Linked DNA regions of Rattus norvegicus: region 2 is linked to region 1. Evidence: chromatin contacts called from public Hi-C data. All regions are on one chromosome and are shown on one strand. The core of a region is the stretch at or near the end of the contact, and the rest is flanking DNA. Distances in the headings are between cores, read along the strand shown. Region 1 holds the start of Magi3 (membrane associated guanylate kinase, WW and PDZ domain containing 3). Region 2 has its middle 65 kb from the start of Rplp0l1.

Region 1 (4,767 bases), core at 188-2,687:
ATCATTAAAGGGAGTCAGAATGCCCTGTCACAAAAGTGAGACAATATGCCTCAGCTCAGAGAAAACCCTTTCCTAGAAATACTGGACTGTTATTTGGATGAGGTAAAAAATTTTAGGAATAGAGGGCATTCCAAAGACGAGAAAGCATACGTTCAATAAAGAGAGGAAAAAGCTTAAGTGTTTCTGAAAAATTAGAGCTGGGAGAGATCTGAGGTCTCCTTTGTTCTCAGTCACTTCTTCTTCCAACCTCTTTACAGACAAACAATCATGAAGCAGAGAGCTGGCCAAGGACAAGCCAACAGTGTCAGGACTTAGATCTGCAGGCACTAGGTTATTTTTAAATCCATCTCCTTCCCTATTTCCTTAAACGAATCTCCTCGAGAGCAGGATCACCTTTTCTTCATTCTTGAGTTTAGTAGCTTGTGTAACTAATGATCTTCATTCTCAGCTTGTTTCAGACAGGCTGTCTAACTTGCCCGAGAACACACAGCATTCAAGCACAGAACTATATATTTACCCTCAACCGGACTCCGAATTCCTCACTTCATTCAAGAACATTCGTTGAACCAATTAACAAACCCAAACCCGTCGAATCCGTTTCAGCTACAACAGGCCCATTTAGTAGCTCCACCGCTCGAGGTAGCTGGACACTGGACGCCCAGGATCCAGGCAAAGCACTCCCTGGATCGCCATCCGGCTCCAGATCCGAGGCCCCGCCCACTGCCCAGCTGGGCACGCCCCACCATGGGGACCTGGGTCCTTTCTGCGTTTCCCTTGGCTCCAGCCCCTGGGCGGAGGGCCTCTCCCCGCTAGGCGACCTGTGCCCGCTCCCAGACCAACCCTCTCTCTTCCCTCCCCTTTCTCCCTCCCTCACAGTCTAAACTTCTTTTTTCCTCCCTCTCTAAACTTCAGTCATTCTAGTGCCCGCCTCCTCTACCCAGACCACCCAATCAGAAATCAGAATGTCCGTCAAGGCCCGCCCCCAGCCTGCCGGAACCCAATCCACGGCGCGGAGTCCAGAGCTGGGCGAGTCCTTCAGAGAAGGGCTGGTGACGGCAACGCGCCGGGCGCTGCGCTGCGGGAGGGGGCGGGGCCGGGCCGGCGAGGGAGGGGGAGGGGCCGAGCGGGGAGGAGGTTGCGGCGGGTTTGAAAGCGCCAGTTTCCTGGCAGCTGGGGCAGGCGTTGGTCTCGGCGCTCCGGCTCCGCAGCAGCCGCGCTCGAGCGGGCGACTAAGCTCGGTGCGCGCGTCCCGGACGGAGCCTCGGTTCCAGCTGCTCCCTCAGCTCCCGCCCCCTTGCCTCAGCCTTTCCCGCCGCGCGGGCGCCGAGACCCGGCCGTCGGCGCTGACCCCGCCCGGAGACCCCGTCGGCGCCGCCCGCGGGGCGCGCGCTCCCTCCGGCTCTCCTCGGCGGCCCGCGAGAGGGGCGGCTCGCGGCGGCGCGCGGCTAGCGGGCTGAGGCGGGAGGTCGGCGGCGGCGCCCCTCTGGCCGGGCTGTGCGCGGGGCCCGGAGCGGCACCGCGGCCGCCCGCGCGGGGGCTCCCCATGGTGCAGCGGAGGTCGGGATGTCGAAGACGTTGAAGAAGAAGAAGCATTGGCTCAGCAAGGTGCAGGAGTGTGCGGTGTCCTGGGCCGGGCCCCCGGGCGACTTGGGCGCTGAGATCCGCGGCGGCGCGGAGCGCGGCGAGTTCCCTTACCTGGGGCGGCTCCGTGACGAGCCTGGCGGCGGCGGAGGCACCTGCTGCGTGGTCTCGGGCAAGGCGCCCAGTCCTGGCGATGTGCTGTTGGAGGTGAACGGGACGCCCGTCAGTGGGCTCACCAACCGGGACACCCTGGCTGTCATCCGCCACTTCCGCGAGCCAATCCGTCTGAAGACCGTGAAGCCAGGTGTGCTGTCGGCTGGGGGATCCGGCTTGGGGACCCGAGTCCTGGTCCCGACTCCCCGGGGAGGAGGGGGGAGGGGGCGGCGCCGGGGTTTCCCATTTTGCGGCAGGTAAAACTGAGCTCCGGTGAACCGACAGCTAGCTGTGTAGGCTGTCAGGGAATTGCTACTAGGAGTTAGCTGGCTCTCCTAATCCAGCTCAGTCTCCCACGGCAGACAAGAGTTTCTATTTTTTTTTTTTCCTAGAGAAGGCCATCCCTTTTTTGCTCCCCCTTTGTGGAAAAGGTCCTATGATGGTATCTTTTCTTTGGAACGTATGTGTCTTATAACGGGGAGAAAAGGCTTTCCTATGGAGACTCAGCGCTGGATCGAGTGCTGAGGTTACCAACGAAAGCTTCAGGGAGGGCTCAGCTGGCCCAGTGCGTCGTGCACGACCGCAGACGTCTGGGAGCTGACAGTCCCACTCTTTGGGTCTAGGTGGCTCAGGTGTCTGAGTACCAATGAGGTACAATGTGCGGTATGAGGCAGTGGAACTGTTGTGTAGTCTGGGTTTGGAAGGAAGATCTAGGTACCCAGCCGAGCAAATGCCTTTGTAAAGCTTTCGAATCTACAGAATTTGTTGAAGCGCTGGGTAAAAAAAGAACCTTTGGTGCCCTGGTGTCTTTGATGCTCGTAAAATGTGCTGCAAAGCACGTTACGCTTATGGCATATTCCCTAGTTGGAAAGCATTGATCAGACTGCGCACAGTCTGGGCTGGTAGTATGTAGTAAGTTTTCTTACGAATTTGTAAGTGAGAACATTGTTGGTCCGTTCGGTATTGGAAGGATGTGGTTCTGGCTTCTGAGATGGTTGTAGACACAGGCATTGTGATTCATCATTGTTACTAGAAATCAAATTGTTTCTGCTGAACATAGATAGGGTACATCTAAGCATATGGGGCTGCCAAATTGTGACCTGGGCTAGATTTTGGTCTTCCCTTTCATTACAAAATGCTAGAAAATTCTAGAGAAATTTTAATATTCTCTCTGCCTCCCCCCTCTCTTTCTCATCCCCCTCTCCCCCCCTCCCTCTTCTTGTCTTCAGTTCACTTTAGGACTGTCTCTTTAGTAGTCCTTGAGCTAATTGCGACTGATGGTTTGATGCAGTATCCATGTGTTGTGGGTATGTAACATAATCTTACTAGCTTAAATGAAGGCACTTGTCATATAACCTATTCTGTGATACTGTTAAGATTTGTATGTTTGTGGGTTTTTCTTATTGTTAATCTTTAGAACTTTGTCAAACTGTAAACATCCTTTCTCTATGTTTGTGAGAATTGTAAGAGTTTTAACACTTAACTTCTAACCGTATTTGAAAGGATGGAGGGAAGACTTTGGGGGCTATAATTTGGCGTGTTGGTTACTGTTTATAACATTCAAAACACTATACAGACATTTATTATCCTAGGTATGGTTAGGCCATTGGTTCTCAATCTGTGGGTCTCGACCCCTTTGGGCGTTGTGTATCAGCTATCTTGCATATCAGATATTTACATTACGATTCATTGCAGTAGCAAAATTACAGTAATGAAGTAGCAATGAAATAATTTTATGTTGGGGGGGGGGTCACTGCAACACGAGGAACTGTATTAAAGGGTCCACAGCATTAGGGAGTTGAGAACCTTTGACTTAGATGAGGTCCCATGAGCCAGAAATAAGGAGAACATGTGCATCATGGCTCTTTTGTTTTGATCAGTGGGGGCATTTCTGAGAGAATAAAGTCATAAAGTTGTGGAGGAAGTTGTTCTATTCCAAATCACTGTGGCTCATTTAAAAGACCAGAGGGATGGCTCCTTAATAAATACCAATCTGTTTTACATGTTACATACCTTTCACATGAAATTGGAGAAAATGCTTCAGGGTTTAAAGGGTTATACAGTAGTATTAGTTAAGAGTATTGACGAAATCTTCCATGCCCCAGAATATAGTCAGCATTTTTGTATTAATAAAATTTTGCCTCCTTGTCATCCAAAGACGCTGTCCTGCTTTAAATATTTAGTGAAAATAAGGGGAATAACTGGTGTCAGTGCTGCACTCCAATTTATTAGAAACAGTTCTGAATGTTGTGCTTGCTTTGTAAAATATGGTCAACATCTATAATTTGTAGTGGGTACCACTATTTTGTGCCATCTGAAATTTAAAACTGTTTTAAGCAAATTGTAATGAAAATATTTGTTAGGTAGTATATTTTATGGCTTTCCTAAATGGCTTTACTTAAAGCATTATTTATAATGAAATACCAAGGGTTTTGTAGGTTGAACATAAGCTTTAAACACTAGAAATGAAGAACCTGAAGATGTGATTTGTAGAACTTTGGAATTAGCTTAAAAATTGCACAAGTATATCTCCAGAGAATCTTGGAGTCTATATAGTTGGGATTCATTTAGAAAATCATGAAAACACAGTGTAAGGTGGTCTAGAAAGAAACTTTCCCTGCCCCCACTCCCATTATTTCTAAACTTTGTGAAATTTTTAATTTCAAACATTATATAGTAGATTTACACTCCTGACCAGTAACTCTTTGTTAAACTGTATTCTTGAGAGTCATTTAGAAGCTAAAGAGTAAAATGTAGCTGTGTCTGTAGGATGTCTGTTAATGAGGAATGGTCTTATACTGTCTTCTGTCAGTTTGTGTCAGAGGAATGAGTTGCTGTAGCACTACTTCTTGACTCTGGCCTTTTCTTCTCTCTGGAGAGGCTCGGGGACTCTGTCAGTGCTGTTATTGCAGGCACATAGAGTATGTCTTTTTTTCTGATTTTCTTACACTTTTGCTTTAGAGTTGTATTTATTTTGTACTTTTTAATGGGCAATTGAAAATTTGGATCCATTTTTCAATTAGAGAATTCAGT
Region 2 (5,526 bases), core at 2,642-5,141, 140 kb before region 1:
TAGAGCACCCACACACGTGGTTGCCTGCACACCTCCCTCCTTGACTAGGATCCAAGGAACCAGAGGAGGCTACGTTCCTTATATGACCTGGCTCATGGTCTAACTTTAGTCATAAACACTCCTAGATTCCACTTCAGGGAAGAGGCTGCCTACCTCTACAGGGAAGCAATGCCAGACTCGCGTCGTAAGAAGAGCATTAGGCGGGGTGGGAGATGCCGTGCAGCCATTTGCAGAAAACACAGTCTGCGGCAACCAGTTGGCAAGTGAGCCAGCCGCTCCATCTAACAAACAAAAAAAAATCTAACAAAAAAAAATCTCTAGCTCCCCTGCTCCCTCTCTGTTACTTGCCTAGAGTAATAAAAACTCGATTCGTTTGTGAATAATAAAAAAAATATGATTAACAGTGAGAGATCACACTCTAAGGAGAAATGAAAAATTCTAAACGATGGAATGAAAACCTGTATTGGAAGACAGCCTGCTTCAGAAGAGTCCTTCGCCCTGGAAGATTATTTTAGTCTGCAGTGTTCCATGCTTGCTAACAGTCGCTCAGCGTTTGCTTCCCCACACAGTAGCATAATAACGACAGACCAAATATCCACTTGACTTAGGGAATTTTACTCTCAGCACCGTAATCTTTTGTTGTAGGGGCCCTGTGTATCGTAGGTTAGCGTCAACTCTGCTTGGCCCCCTCCCGTCTAATCACGAAAACCGAAGTTGTCCTTAACCTGAAAATTGCTGATCTACTCTAATATATGAGGCTGAAAAACACTCTTCAGAATTTGTTTCCTAGGCTACTCTTTAAAAGGTTTACATAATGGATTAAAAGGGAAAGAAAGAGATCGCATAGACTGTTGCTATTGGAACCCCAGCAGTAAACATTTTGCATGGTTATTCATGGAGACGCTGTCTCTAATTAACTGACTGTCTCTTGCATTGACAACACTCACTCTGAAGGCCAGGAGCTCCTCTCCTGATAAGACCAGAGGAATGTTAGACAGGAGAACTTGAGGGAGGAAGAAAGCCACTCTTGGCTGGCCCACATAAGAGTGTGTGCGCATGTGTGCATGCATGTGTTGATGCGTGTGTGTATGTGTTTCTGTGTGTTGTGTGTGTGTATTCATGTATGTGTGCGTATGTGTGCATGTGTGTATATATATGTGCCCGTGTTTATGCATGTTCATGTATGTGTGCATGAGTGCATATGTGCCTGTGTGTGTGCGTGTTCATGCATGTGTGTATATGTGTGCATGTGTGTATATGTGTGCATGTGTGTATATGTGTGCATGTGTGTATATGTGGCTGTGTACGAGTGTGCTGTGTTGGTGTGTCTACGAACATGACTACACACACTCTTGCCCAATACTGCCTTCACAACAGGTACCTCCCACACTCTAGGAAGAAAGTGTGAGTTGAAAATGGCTGTCTCTGAAGAGTAGTCTGATGATCGCCTCACCTTTTGGGTTCACAGTTAGCTTGGGCCTGAGAGTGCACATTGAGTGTGAGAACAAGGAATGGTTTCTGCCCTGGGGCAATACAACATCTAAGGAGCTGCAGCAGACACTGTGCCCTGTGGGTGGATGGGGGAACAGAACAGGGGAAACAGAAACTTTTCCTGTCTCTCATCTGCACAAGTCCAGGAATCGGGTGCCAGTGGGGATGGCGTGGACAGGAGGCTCTCAATTTATAATGAAGTAGATTTTTTTTAAGATCAGTAACATTTCCCAAAGGGAAATAAAGTTGCAAGTGCCAGTAATTCTGCTGGATCAATTGAAAAAAGCCAATGTAACTCTTTAGATGCAGGAAACAGTTACTGACAGTCTTGTCACTGTGTGTGTGTGTGTGTGTGTGTGTGTGTGTGTGTGTGTGTGTGTGTGTGTCTGTACTAACGTGCGTGCGCCCATGCGCGCTCTGAAACAATCTCTCATGGGACATCTCAGCGGGTGCTCTCCAATCTCCTGGTCAGCCAACAGTGCTCCCCAGTACCTACAGTGTTCCAGCAGGATGTAAGTGATGGGGAATTAAAAAAAAAGTTTCTGATTTTATTTCTAAGATTTATTTTGTTTTAATCATGCATATGTATGTGTGTGTGTGTCTCTGTGTTTATGTCCATGAAGGCAAGAAAAAAGGGTCTCAGGCCTGGAGCAGAAATGGCAGGCATTTGTGAGCCTCTAATGCGGGTGCTGGAAACTGATCTCAGGTTCCCCAGAAGAACAGTAGATGTGCCTAGCAGCTGAGCCATCTCTCCAGCCCCGAGTTCCTGTCTTTAAGGATCCCACCTGTTCCACTCCCCTCTAGTACCACCTTATAAATGTCAGGAGAGCAAAGGCTTCCTTCCCAACCTGTGTGGACCTGAGAGATGGGCCGAGGTTGGATCCCACAGGAGGAAGGGATGGAGATGGAGCTGTCGTTCTCCTGCATGTCAGAACTGGTCCTCTTGGTGCTGTTGGACTTCTGGCAACCCACCAACCGGAAGTGCAGAACAGGTAATCCCATAGCGTCTTTCACGTCTAATCTCCCAGAAAACACTAGAAGTTTTTGAAAGCTGTTAAGCATTATTAAAAGAGGAAAACCCACAGGCCCAGCATACACTGTGTTAATTTAAGGTTCATGACTCCATTACCCAGGACCTGTAGACAGAAAGAAGGCAGATCTAAGACACAGAAGAGTATCTTTTTAATGCCAGGTCATTGGGCTATGGAGTGTGCCAAATTATCTTGTAAATGGTAACATCAAGTATGCAACAGGGCAAGCCACCCCAGAGGTCACAGGAGAGGAAGATCCCAGGTCAGTAATACGCTCTACTATGTCCACTTAACACCTAGCGCAAGAAGAAAGGAAAGGAAGGGCCACTTCCTTAGGTGGGGTTTTAAGTGGGGAGGAGAGGCTACCTCCTCATTCCTGGTGTGTGGAATGCTTGTCTTCCTTCTCTTAGCCTCTCTCAATGATGAGGAACAGTTCAGATGGCCAGCCCTGGGGCAGGTAATTGTATGTGTCAACTTACTTAGGTCACAATATGCAGCTGTTTGATTTTTTATTCTAGATTTTTTTGAGAGGGTATATTAAGGGCAGGATTCATGAAAACCAGTGGAGGTTTGCCTAAAGCAGTTTTCTCTCTGTAATGGAAGTGGGCATCATCCAAGTAGTGGAAGTGAGTCCAAGGACAGTCTATGGCCAGAACACCAAACTCTTCCCAGTATGCCCCCTACCCTGCAGGTTTTAGATTTTACAACCATATGAGCCCCAACCTACACCCTAGCACCCACCAGCTACACCCCACCACCCACTCACTACCTCCACCCCACCTATATCCTACCGCCCACCATCTATCTCTGTACTTTTTTCTTTTGTGAGACAGGGCTGGAACTCATTGTTATAACCCAGGCTGCTCTTGAAGTCACAACAATCCTACTGCCTCAGCCTCCGGAGTGCTAACATTAGGTGTGAGCCACCATAGCCATTTCCTTTGATGCCCATTCCTCCTTACTTCTCCCTAAGTATCAGGATGACTCTGACCCATGCACCCTTTCAGCAGCCAAGGTGTTCAAGAGTCGGGTATTAAATTCAGACAGAGAGGGTGGGTACCCACTCTTTCATTGATACGTGACAGCAATGGGAACTCCTACCCAGGGACTCTTCCCTGGAGACCTAGGCACAGATGTCAGCTAAAATGAGACCAGAAGAGTTATCTGTCAGGCGGCTGGTTCAGAGAAACGTCCCTGGCAAATACGACAAATGTAATTTTTTGTTTTTCTTTTTAAACTTACTTTACATGTGTGTGTCTTGCCTGCCTGCATGTGTGTGTGCCATGTGTGATTCTGGATCCTGCCAAGGTCAGAAGAGAGTGTTGGATCTCCGGGAACTGAAGTTACAGATGGTTGTGAGTCACCATGTGGGAGCTGGGATGCAAACCAGAGTCCTCTGCAAGAGCAACAAGTGCTCTTACCCATGGGACTGTCTCCCATGTCCTATGTTTTCAAACCCACCTCTTTAGGCTAGCTCTTTTCTCTGTTATGTGTCCTGGAGCTTAGAATGAAAAGGAAAAGGAGCAGATAGTGGTTGGTCCTTAGTCCTGTAGTCGCCTAATGTAAGACTCATTTCCATGACTGAGAGGATTTAGGCTCAAAGAGGCTAGGGGGCATCTGGGCTCAGAAACACGTGGGCTACTTTGATTGCTTCCCCTCCACTGGTGCAGCGTATGGGCTGTCCCTCTACCCCCACACTGATGCTCTTAGCCCACGCTCCCATCGCCTGATTCCCCATCTCTCTCCCTTGCTGCCTGTGGTTTATTTGAGGTCAAGGCTGGGTTTGACTCACACCCTGGCACAGTAGTCAGCATTCAAGAAAATATTTGTGGAATGAGTAAATCGATGACCAGCACCCAGCCAACCTGGAATGAGAGAAAAGGCAGATCAGAGAGCTGAGAGCCTCCGGCAGAGTCAAAGCCAACTGTGGGGCAGTCAGCAAAGGAGGCCACGCAGCTAGTGGGTACTTTCCTGAACTCTCAGGCTTCTGTATGAACTCAGGGCCCGCCTCTATTAGAAGTAAACATTTTTAACTCCTCCACAGAGAGGCAGACAATCTTATTAAACACCCACATGTCAGATTTCAAATATTTACACATTATCTTGCCATGGAACATGTTTTCCACCAGCAGAACTAGTGAGACTCCATTCTAGTATGCACACCGTTGCCAGACCGAGCTCTCCAAAACCTGTGCACAAGCTGCTTGCTAGCACAGTGTCTGTCGACTTGCTGCTCGCGGCCACCGTGTTTCCGAGACTCTGATAGAAGCCCCTGGCCTTCTTTATAGATTTGCATGTGATTATAGGGGCAAGGGATTTTGCACATGCCCCACCCCCACCTCTGGCACGGTTCCTCTGTACCTCAGATAAACTATTCCCCTAGTTCCCTCTCCTCCCTCCCTTTCCGTTCTTTCCTTCCTGGCCCTGGGCAACCCTTTCCCCCACTCCTTTCCTGACTCTGCTCTTTTTCCCACACCTCAGACACACCTTGTGTATTCCCACCTTTGAACTTGAGAGTTGAGGTACTGAAGATCCTTTAAGGTGCCCTGGGGACAGGAGCAGGGTTCTCACAGCCCACGCACAGCCAGGGCAATAAAAGTTGAGGGAACAGCCACAACACGTTCTGCAGCACAGAGGCAGCCCCGCCCACCAGGAGCTCTGGGCAGCCACTGAGGCTTCTGACTTAATACTATGTCTTCACCTTACTCCCTAGGCCCTTCATGGCTCAGACTTCCACAAAGATTTGGTCCTAGGAGAGTGTTCATTATTTCTACCTATTTGCTTAATTACAACAACAACAACAACAACAACAACAACAACAACGACCCTCCCCACCCCCCAGGGTCTGGGATCGTGGCATAGTACGGAGGTGGCACGGCTAGCATGTACAAGGCTCTGGGTTCTTTCCCAGCATGGGGGGGGGAGGGTTAGGGGTGGGGTGGGGAGTGTATGCGCCACTCAGGTAGGCAGTGAGAGTGTAGCTAGAGTACTGCTTGGGAGTTTA

What was found. Hi-C and Micro-C count contacts between places; a contact is called where the count stands out from the background.
Region 2: a Hi-C map of liver shows a contact between it and region 1, with 3 times the contacts expected there. The contact joins the enhancer-like site here to the promoter of Magi3 in region 1. A contact is called at or near these places in 5 of 12 Hi-C or Micro-C datasets (the A7r5 cell line, the Rat2 cell line, kidney and 2 more).

Annotation. Positions count from the first base shown.
Region 1 is chr2:194,401,817-194,406,583 of GRCr8, reverse strand. Magi3 (membrane associated guanylate kinase, WW and PDZ domain containing 3) reads left to right here and starts at 1,437. Exons shown (of 21, transcript NM_139084.3): 1 at 1,437-1,885. The coding sequence starts at 1,564.
Region 2 is chr2:194,542,201-194,547,726 of GRCr8, reverse strand. No RefSeq gene overlaps it. Among named protein-coding and RNA genes, the nearest start is that of Rplp0l1, 65 kb to the left of the region's middle. Within about 2 kb of position 3,891, at least 22 of the 93 cell types and tissues checked have an H3K27ac peak or open chromatin away from gene starts, as enhancers often do. A contact at or near this core is called in the A7r5 cell line, kidney and liver, where this site is marked.